3 separate regions of the Mus musculus genome follow, and all the other regions are linked to region 1. A link is a contact called in public Hi-C and HiChIP or PLAC-seq data. All regions are on one chromosome and are shown on one strand. Each heading gives the region's core, a stretch centred on a gene start, on an enhancer-like site or on the middle of the called end of the contact. The rest is flanking DNA. Distances are from core to core; before and after follow the strand shown.

What was found. Hi-C and Micro-C count contacts between places; a contact is called where the count stands out from the background. HiChIP or PLAC-seq counts read pairs in DNA pulled down with a chosen protein or histone mark.
Region 2: a FOXA1 HiChIP or PLAC-seq map of pancreatic cancer cells shows a contact between it and region 1. The contact joins two enhancer-like sites. A contact is called at or near these places in 3 of 484 Hi-C or Micro-C datasets (the N1E-115 cell line, cortical neurons and nephron progenitors) and 4 of 115 datasets of contacts at active chromatin or transcription factors (embryonic stem cells, fibro-adipogenic progenitors and pancreatic cancer cells).
Region 3: a contact with region 1 is called in a Hi-C map of cerebellum, with 1.7 times the contacts expected there. The contact joins two enhancer-like sites. A contact is called at or near these places in 6 of 484 Hi-C or Micro-C datasets (the HL-1 cell line, cerebellar granule neurons, cerebellum and 3 more), 2 of 115 datasets of contacts at active chromatin or transcription factors (both in embryonic stem cells) and 1 of 9 other capture datasets (embryonic stem cells).

The regions. Positions count from the first base shown.
Region 1 is chr1:64,224,758-64,227,801 of GRCm38.p6, forward strand. All of the region lies in intron 1 of Gm35880 (a long non-coding RNA gene), which reads left to right. Among named protein-coding and RNA genes, the nearest start is that of Gm39654, 30 kb to the right of the region's middle. Within about 2 kb of position 1,569, at least 166 of the 459 cell types and tissues checked have an H3K27ac peak or open chromatin away from gene starts, as enhancers often do. A contact at or near this core is called in the N1E-115 cell line, cerebellar granule neurons, cerebellum and 2 more, where this site is marked.
Region 2 is chr1:63,993,773-63,996,816 of GRCm38.p6, forward strand. No RefSeq gene overlaps it. Among named protein-coding and RNA genes, the nearest start is that of Gm13749, 31 kb to the left of the region's middle. RefSeq lists an enhancer at 1-2,800. Within about 2 kb of position 1,404, at least 115 of the 459 cell types and tissues checked have an H3K27ac peak or open chromatin away from gene starts, as enhancers often do. A contact at or near this core is called in the N1E-115 cell line, cortical neurons and pancreatic cancer cells, where this site is marked.
Region 3 is chr1:64,407,964-64,411,007 of GRCm38.p6, forward strand. No RefSeq gene overlaps it. Among named protein-coding and RNA genes, the nearest start is that of Gm36148, 110 kb to the right of the region's middle. Within about 2 kb of position 1,413, at least 23 of the 459 cell types and tissues checked have an H3K27ac peak or open chromatin away from gene starts, as enhancers often do. A contact at or near this core is called in cerebellar granule neurons and cerebellum, where this site is marked.

The DNA of each region.
Region 1 (3,044 bases), core at 319-2,818:
AGAAGAAAGAATATGCTAAGAATGGGAAGAGGAATGAGACAGATCAGGCCCCTTGTTACTCAAGCTCAGAACTTGACTCTTCAGTCAGGCTTCATGTGTATTGGGAAACCTGACAGTGTTAAAGTCAGGAAGAACAGCTCTTCTTCCCAAACCAGTGAGCATCTAGGACACTTAGCCCCCTGAGACAACAGTACATGGAGGGTGGAAAGAAGGCAGGAGACACAGGTACAAGGGCAAGGGCTAAAGGGGATAGAACAAAAAGCTATATATTCTCAAAGAAAGGACCATGATGTATAAGAACACATGGCAAGTCTAGGGAGCCCCGTGGCCTGTTTCCTCTACCTTCTGCTCTTTCCATTTAGCTGTAAATATCTATCTTATGTAGAAGCATTCTCTATCCCAACCCCAGAGGGATTCCTTTAAAATTTTCACGATCATCATCCTCCAAATATTAGTTTAGCTCTAATGTATAGGGTCCTCTGTGAGGAAATAGATCGTTTACCCTTCTCATCTCCAAATGCTTGTAAAGAAAACACTTACAATATCCCTGCACTGTCCTGTCCATTATTTTTGTTTGCTTTCTTCTCCTAAACACCAGTAAAGTACACGGACGGATAACATTAAGCATGTTCTAGAAAGAGGCTGAGCTCTCAGAAAGGGCTGGTGGCTAACACACTGACCCTTACATCTACCTGTTCCCAGGAAGGGAGAGGCACACACGGTAGGTCCATCTGCATGGACATTAGGCTTGTGGTTTAGTAAAAAGATAAAACCACAAAGTATCAGAAGTTTGGGGAGGGGCTCCTTGGTCTTGAGTTCAATGAACTACTTTGTTTGCCTGTACACCTACCCCCAGCCCTACAACCTCCATGTTGGATTGTAAATTGCTCTCCTACCCTGGAAGTTTTTTTGTTCTCCACAAGACTAAGGATGGGAGTTTACAGAGACCAAACGCTCTGATCACAAACCTACATTGGCTTTTAAAGACAACCTGTTAGAGCCACCTCTGTTTTGTCATCTCCCCCACCAGGGGCTTCTTTCTGCTAAGGGTGTTTCTCGAGAACAGCCGAGGTGTACTGGTTCCTCTGAGTTCTATTTCCAGGTAGGGTATGTGTGTATTAGACTAACTGCATTGTTTTGTGACTCTCTTTGATGACAAAGAAGACATGTACATGGGTGGCAGCACATCCTCTTTGGACCACTGAGAAGGCACCATGGACTTCCTCCAGGAAGATGAGAACAGCATGAGATAAGCCCCCTGTCCCTGAGCATCCTTAGATCATGTTCTGTACTTCTTCTTCCTGATTTATAATTCTACAACCAAGGGGTCATTGGAGTGCCGGGAAAGAATCATCTACACAGCACACAGCATTCTAACAGTTCTTACTTCACTGCCAAGAATGGAAGGCGTGGTTCCCTTTGTCCTTATTTGACCAGAAGGCAAGGCATGGAATGCTGCCGCAGTGCCTGTGCTGGAAACTCCCCAAATAAGCCTACAGCCCGGTATGGCCTCTTGGCTAAACGTTTGCACAGTTACTCAAATGAAGCAGCAGGCATGAGTCAGGAGGGAGAAATAACCTCAAGAAGGGAGTGGGGGAGGGGCAGGGAGGTTTAGGCTACCCAGGGCTGGGAGATGGTACTTTACAGAGAGCAATGCACAGCAGAGGCTCCAGGGACAGACTGTGAGCCCTCCCCCTACGCTGCGCCACCTGCCAGAGCCATTTGCAAAGCAGCTTGTAAGAGCAGCTAAGGGAAGGAGCCACTTGTCCATCCTCTGTGCGAGAGGCCAACAAGGACTTTAAGCATTGCTGAGAGGAGCAATAAAAAGACATTAAATATTTTATCTGTTTTGAACACTCACAATTGGAACCAAGGTTATACACAAGCTGTGAACCTAAAGCTCTGGGGTAGCACTGACTCAGCAAGGTTGGATCCAGCGGGAACGTGAAAAGATACGCTATTGAATTCCAGCGTTAAGTACCCAGTAAGAGCAGATCACCAGATCTATCTATCCTTGCCTTGCAGAGATGGGGTGCCGGCAGCTGGTGGCCACAGATTATTAAGCGTTTATGGCATGCTTCATTTTCTCTGGGAGGGAAAATAAAGATCCCCTTCCGGCTGCCCGTGCTATGCTCCAAGGGGCTTAAAGGAAAGTACAGTTGTCTTTTGAAAGGTGCTTCACTTCAAGTTTACAAAGGGTTGGTTCCAGCTCATCCCCACCCCACATGCAGATACCAAAGTCTTCAGAAGGCTTAAATCCATGATGCTAAAGGGCACTGTATCTGTACTGACCCAAGTCTGCTTTACAGTCTGTCTAGATTGTTTGTAATACCTGCTCTAACGTAAACGGTGGACAAATAGATGCCAGACTGAATTGTTCAGGGGACAATGACAAGAAAAAGTCTGTATCAGTCTGGTTCAGTTGGAATATTTTTTCTGAGCGTTTTGATTGGTAGTTGTTTGAGCCTAAAAATAAATAAATAAATAAAAGGCAGTTCCACAGATATGGAGATCCATGCTGAATAGATGAACTCTCTCCCTCTCTCCCTCCCTCCTTCCTTCCCTCCCTCCCTCCCTCCCTCCTTCCCTCTCTCCCTCCCTCCCTCCCTCCTTCCCTCTCTCCCTCCCTCCCTCCCTCCCTCCTTCCCTCCCTCCCTCTCTCCTAAAGTTCAGACCTCCCCAGATGCCATACTTCTTCATTGTTTTGTTGTCTTCCTCTTGCTTATTCTGAATATTGGCATTCATCAACTCCACTGCCTTAGAGAAATGCTAGAAACAGCAGCTTAAACAACAAAACTTAATTTTCTGAAAACTGGAAGTTTGAAATCCAGGCACCACTTCCATGGGCCCCTTTGAAGGCCTTGCTCTGGCATTGCAATGGGCAACTTCCTCTGGTGTATCCCTATCTTTTCTCTATGTTATCCTATCTCTTATGGAACACTATTCACAGTGATTTTATCATAATCACCTCTTTACAGACCTTATTTCAAAAACCAGTCCATCCAAGGGTACTATGGGCTATGATTAAAGGTCTCAATTCAGTC
Region 2 (3,044 bases), core at 154-2,653, 230 kb before region 1:
ATTTGCCAGGAAAGCATTTGCCTCACTTGACTTTATTGGTTTCATAAAACAAGTGAAAGAAATCAGCAAGCTCACCATCCTAGCCAAGATGAAAGGCCAACCGGAGGCCACACAGGCTCCTGGCTGCAACCCTTCTCCTAGCATGCTATCCTGATCTGTACAGCAAGCACCATGTGGTCTCAGGAACACATCAGCTTCCATGTGATGGGAGATCTCCGATTTAGTCTCAGCACCCCTGAGTGTGTGCCCTGCATCTTGGAGAACTCACACTGTTTTTCTGAGCCTCGGCATCTTTGTCTGTCAATTTCAGGTGAGGTCACTTTATACAAGCTTGGATGTACATAATTTAAAACCTTAAAGGAAGCCAAATACTTATATGCAGAGGATCATCTTCATTCTGCCTTCACTCCCTACATTACCTTCTGGGGTTGGTGTTTAAGCCTAAACATAAATTATCTTTGCTGTTATTGACTCTCCATTGCAAGCAGTGAAGAGAGAGAGGAAGAAAGGCGAGGGAGAGAGAGAGAGAACATGTGTCCCTCGCTTGCCTTTTCTTTCTTTCTTTGTCACTTCTCAAGGTTTCTGGGAAAGGAGCAAATAGAACAGAGTGCTCTTGTCCAGCCCCTTACCCCTCCCCCTGGCCGGAGATGGACACTTTCTACTACTCCCTCTTGTCCCCTCCCCCATCCTCATCAGAGCAGTCAGGGATGTGAAAGCCCTGTGAGTAATTCCAGGGTTTGCCTGACCTTCGCCAGACAGAAACAGTGTGTGGTTCACGGTCTTTTCTGGGGTCCACAACGGGCTTTTCTGGGGTCCACCACGGGCTTTTCTGGGGCCCACCACGGGCTTTTCTGAACCTGTCCTCAGAGGCAACCTGGCAAATCAGCCTAATGGGCTGATGTGGTTCAAGACTGAGAGTGGAATCGACCCTCCTCCCTGAAAAAAAATTATAAAAAACTGTCTTTATCCCACACTGTGTTCAGTGCCCCAAACAATTACTGATGGTAATTAGCCGTCCAGAACAACAAGCACATTATATCTTGCTCAGCTGTGCTGCCATGGCTCGCGAGCAAAGGGCATTGTGTCTGAGCACAGTCGCTGTGATTTGAAAATCTCCCATGTGGACTCTGGGAAACACGACCCTTGCCGCTTCCCTCTAACCTGGAGAACCAACCCCTGGTTATTAAGCTGGAGTTTCCTTTGGGGCAGAGTTCAAAAGAGAGGCATGAGAACTTGCGCTCCAGAAAACTGTCCGTTTGTTTGAAATTTCTGACAGTCCTGCTGCTTGGTGGGGTATTTTAGCACAGGCTGGTTCTCCTGCATGCGCATCTTGGGTTGTAAGGCTTCCCACGGCCTTGATGCTGTCAATATTGGAACAGGAGCAGGGAACACACACACACACACACACACACACACTACCATGAGTCGGGGAAGCGAAAGGGTGAGAAGTTACCACTCTTTAAACCACAGGAGGGGTTGGAAAGCCAACTTACCAAAATAGCAGTTCAAAAAAAATTTTTTTGAAAAACAAATTCACCACCAAACAGTTTCTCCTGCTCCATTTATTTCAACTAGTGTGGTATTAATAGAACGCCTAACAGCAGGGAGCAGGGAAATAAATGTATTCTCACTCACAAGGGAATGACTAAATGACTCACAAATGCAAAAATAAATAAATGGCTTCCCGTGAAAATCTGAAACTGTATTACCCCAACCGAAACAACGAAGCTTTTTAACTATAACCTAACGTGCTAAATCCGATCAGTTTTATTTGAGGCCATAGATAGATCGAGCGATCAATCTCCATTATCCCCGGTTCCTTTTCATCTTCATAGTGCTATTTTTCTTCCTTCAAGACATTTCAGTTCATTTCCTCAAGCCTTCCTCAGTTTAATGGCTGATTTTCCCACCAGGAAAAAAATCTCACTTCCTCTACAGGAAACAAAGGAAACAACCAAGAAGGAAGCTTTAGAAAGATAAGTCTCAAGACTATTCAGTGAGGAGGAAGCCATTCGGGGTGAGAGGAAGATAACAGGTAGATAAATACTGTGTACCCCAGCTTCTCTCAAACCTTCTGTTAAATGTTAACAGGTGCTGCCTCCTGACACTATAAAAAGATCAACTTTTTGTCTCCTGTATAATTTGTGAACAGGTAGGCCCCGGAGGGCCTGAATGAGGTCATGCCAATTAACTCACCGGTTCCTGCAATCAGAGTGATAATGACATCCTTAGCAACCACGCTATCTATGGCACCGCCCACTGCTGTGAAAACCCTCTTCATCTAAGCAGGTTGGAGGGTGCCTGGCCAGAGCTGTGATCTCAGACCCTGCAGGCTGAGAATTACACTCACCTCCCCCACCCTCCACCCCAGTGATTCCCAGACACTCCTTCCCTAACCCAAAAGAGGAATGAGGAAATCAAATCAAATCAAAACAAACAAAAACAAACAAAATAAACTTTCTCCATCCACAAAAGCTGAGGACCGGGACTTTCCCCAGAGTCCACAGCTACTATGAGCTGCCTCATCAGAACCATCTTAGAGGAATTAATGATTGCTTGAGCCCCATCCAGCCTGCCTGGACTGTACATACTTACCCCTTGCTTTAAAAATCCTTGTAACTGGGCTGCCTTTGCTAATGGACCCTCACAGCTACTTCGTGGGACGAGATTTGATATGCCGAAGGCAGTAGAACAGAAGGCAATGTCCAAGACTAAAAGTACTTTTAAAATTCAGCTTCCTGGGACACACTGACTATATATGACAACCAGGACAGCAACCAAGAATACATCCCGCAAGTGGGCAAACTTACTTCAACAAACTTAAGCTCTAAACATTTCAGTTTGAGTCAACATTTATTATATGAACCCCCTCCCACCTGCCCCTTGGTATATTAGCTATTTGGGGAAACTTAATGAAAAAAAAGTGAGGCAAATCAGTATATCCTTACTTTCAAGGAAGTTCAAATCTATCTGGGAAAAGGGCAGGAGAAAAGAAAGGAGGAAGAGGTGAGAAGAGAGAGACAATACCCCAAAACAATAATGTG
Region 3 (3,044 bases), core at 163-2,662, 180 kb after region 1:
GGGCTACACAGAGAAACCCTGTCTCGAAAACAAAACAAAACAAAAACAAACAAACAAACAACAAAAAAAAACCTTGTATATTGCAAATGGAGCCAGGACATAGAGGGGTGGATCATAAAGGCAGGAAAGGGGTATGTGAAATAAAATGTTGCTTGGATATTCATCAAAAGCTGGCATAAGAGACCTAAAGAGAACTTGATAGAGAACTTTTGCACGTCACTCTAGACTTTTGGATGCCAGTGGCCAGCTTTGGCTGAGTGCTGCTACACTCACACAGTTTCTCAAAGCTTCTTGGAGGTTTCTAGGTTATATGGTCTTTGCTGAAAATTACAAAATCCAAAAGAAGCAGCTGAAGACCAGGAAAGGGAAGTAACTTACAGCCAAGTACATAAAGCTCCCTAACGAGAGAGCAGAGCCAAGACTCCAGCCTTGTACTACCTGACTCCAGAGCCTGTGTTGTGGTTCTCATCACACACAAGCCTCACCAGTTCAAATCTGCTGTCCTTTCTCCATAATCTGCACCAATCACTTTATGTAGTTTTGTGTATATGAACATGGTCAACATCAGTAGTCACTCTGCTTTATATTTCGAGACAATGGAGCTTGCTGATTCTTCTAGTCTGGCTGGCCAGCAAGCCTCAGGGACTGTGCCTCCCTCCCACTTTGGGATTCGAGCTGTACACCCATGTACCTGGCCTTTCTTACCTTGAATTCTGACATCCAAAAAGGCCCTCCAGCTTGCACAGCAAACAGTTTACTGACTGAGCCAACTCCCCTGCCCTTTTTATATATTTTCATATCATACACGTACTGTATAAAAAGTCAATAGAATCCATTGCATTTAGGCAGTTCTTTGGGCTGATAGTGCACATATTCAGCTACCTCTGGGCTTATAGTATATGAATAACTATTCGCTCTACAATCTATTCAATGTTCCTGAGTTCCTACACCAAGCCAAGCATTGTGCTGCATGCCTCAGAAAGTCACAGCCCACTGGAAGAGATCCCATTAAAATGAAAATAAGCGCTTGGTTTCCCGTGGTACAGTAAGGCATAACCAAGAGATTAGAGCTTGCTTATTGAGCTGCAATCCAAAACCACATTATTGAGCTATAATTTCCTATTTGATTGACATGAAAGGACTGAGCAACTGGCCCAAGGTCAAGTCTCCAGTCAGTAGCAGTTCATTTCACTTATTTTATTGTCTCTGACATACCATGTTCTCAAGATCTGCTCTCTCTTAATAGTCTTATGTAATGTTCAAAACATATTTTATGTTTTACAGACATTTTAAAAAATTTAAGGCCAAAGAAGCAAATGTGTCAGCATTCATGTTGGGCTAGAACACATTTTGGCTGCCAACTCTCAGGACAGCAGAGCTCCTCCAAGGTCTGGCTTCCCCCCAAGCCTGTTTCCAGGCTATGGAAGCCGTTAATTCTGCCCTAAATGCATGCTGTCTCCTCATCTCCTCTGTAGCCTTCTAGCTGGGCTGAGACTTAATTGGTTTGGGTTGGATAATTCATAGTGCCTCATTAGGGCATCAAAACACATACTAGGCTCTCTAGTAATTTTCTCCCCTGAAAGAACATTGATTGGCTCCTTCACTGGGAAAAGAATTAGCTAAAGGATTCTTGGGTTTGTGAAGAAAAAAAAAAAAAAAAGAGAGAAAGAGAAAAGAAAGAGTCCACAACAGATAATTTCAAAGTGTATTGTGCAATCAGATTTCTTTGAGGCTATCTGTCGATCAGGTACCTCTGCTCTTGCAAAAGATAAAAATTAAAAAAAAAAAAATTCTCAAACCACACCAAGGGTAGCTACCAGTTAACTTGCAGAATTTATAGAAAAACTGGCTGTTCTAAAGTTCCCACTTGCTGGCTTCCCACTGTTTTCTCTTGCCTGGAGATACTCTTTATTAACACACTAAGAGGGAAACCCTGAAAGATGGCTTCTTTGCACATCTGACCGGCTGGCTACTCCACCTCCCACTCTCCCACTGTAACAGGTTAGGGCAGTGTCCCCTCCCCTCCCACTCCTCCTTAAGCAAGAAAGCATGCTAACTGTGAATACCTATGGTTCTTGGCTCTGCTGCTTCTCTGACTACGAGAGCCCACTTCGGATGGATGGATGGATGTTCTGCAGCAGGCAGAGGGATTGTGCAACCAAATAGCCCAGCTCCAGCCAGGTGTGGTGATACATACCTATAATTGCAGCACTCAGGACACTGAAGCAAGAGGATCTTCAAGGTGAGCCTGTACTACTTGAGTCTTAGGTTAGCCTCAGAAATGTACAAAGACTCTGTCTCACAAAAGAAAAAAACAAACAAACATTTCTTCTTTCTCACCTCTGAGTTGGAATAAGCCTGAGCTATGTATGGGTTTTGTTTTGGACTTTTAAAGACTTATTTATTTTATTTTATGGGCATGGGTATTTTGCCTGCATGCACATTTATGTGTACCATGTATATGCCTGGTGCCATACATGATCCCCTAGAACTGGAGTTACAGATAATGTGAGCTACCATATGGGTGCTAAAAATTGAACACAGGGCCTCTAGAGGTACAGTAAGTGCTCTTAAACACTGAGCCACCTCTCCAGCCCCTGACTTGTGTCTTACCCTCTCTCCCAGAGAGTCTAGGAAGAATGAATAAGAACATCTGGGTAATGTAATCTTTGTTAGCCTCCTCTTCTTCCTTATCCCATTTCCCAATTCCATTATGAGGATTTCTTGTCGCCTCCAAAATATGATGCTTCCATTTTACCCTCCCCCTCCCCCACCCCTTATCCCAGAGGAGCCTAAAGAAAAACATAGTTCAGTCAACCTTTAATCTTCACTGGAGCTTGGTCTTAGCCCTCAAGGTCACTCAACTTCCCATCATTACTGCGATCCGGAAACCTCTATCGTTAGGTCTGGGGGCCAATGACATGGACTTACCAAAAGTCTTAGTTCATCAAGCTTTAAAGACCTTCATCAGATGGCACTTATTATAAAAGAAGAAAAAAGGGAGACCTACCAACTTGGCCCAAGGACTTCAAACTGGTATTCAT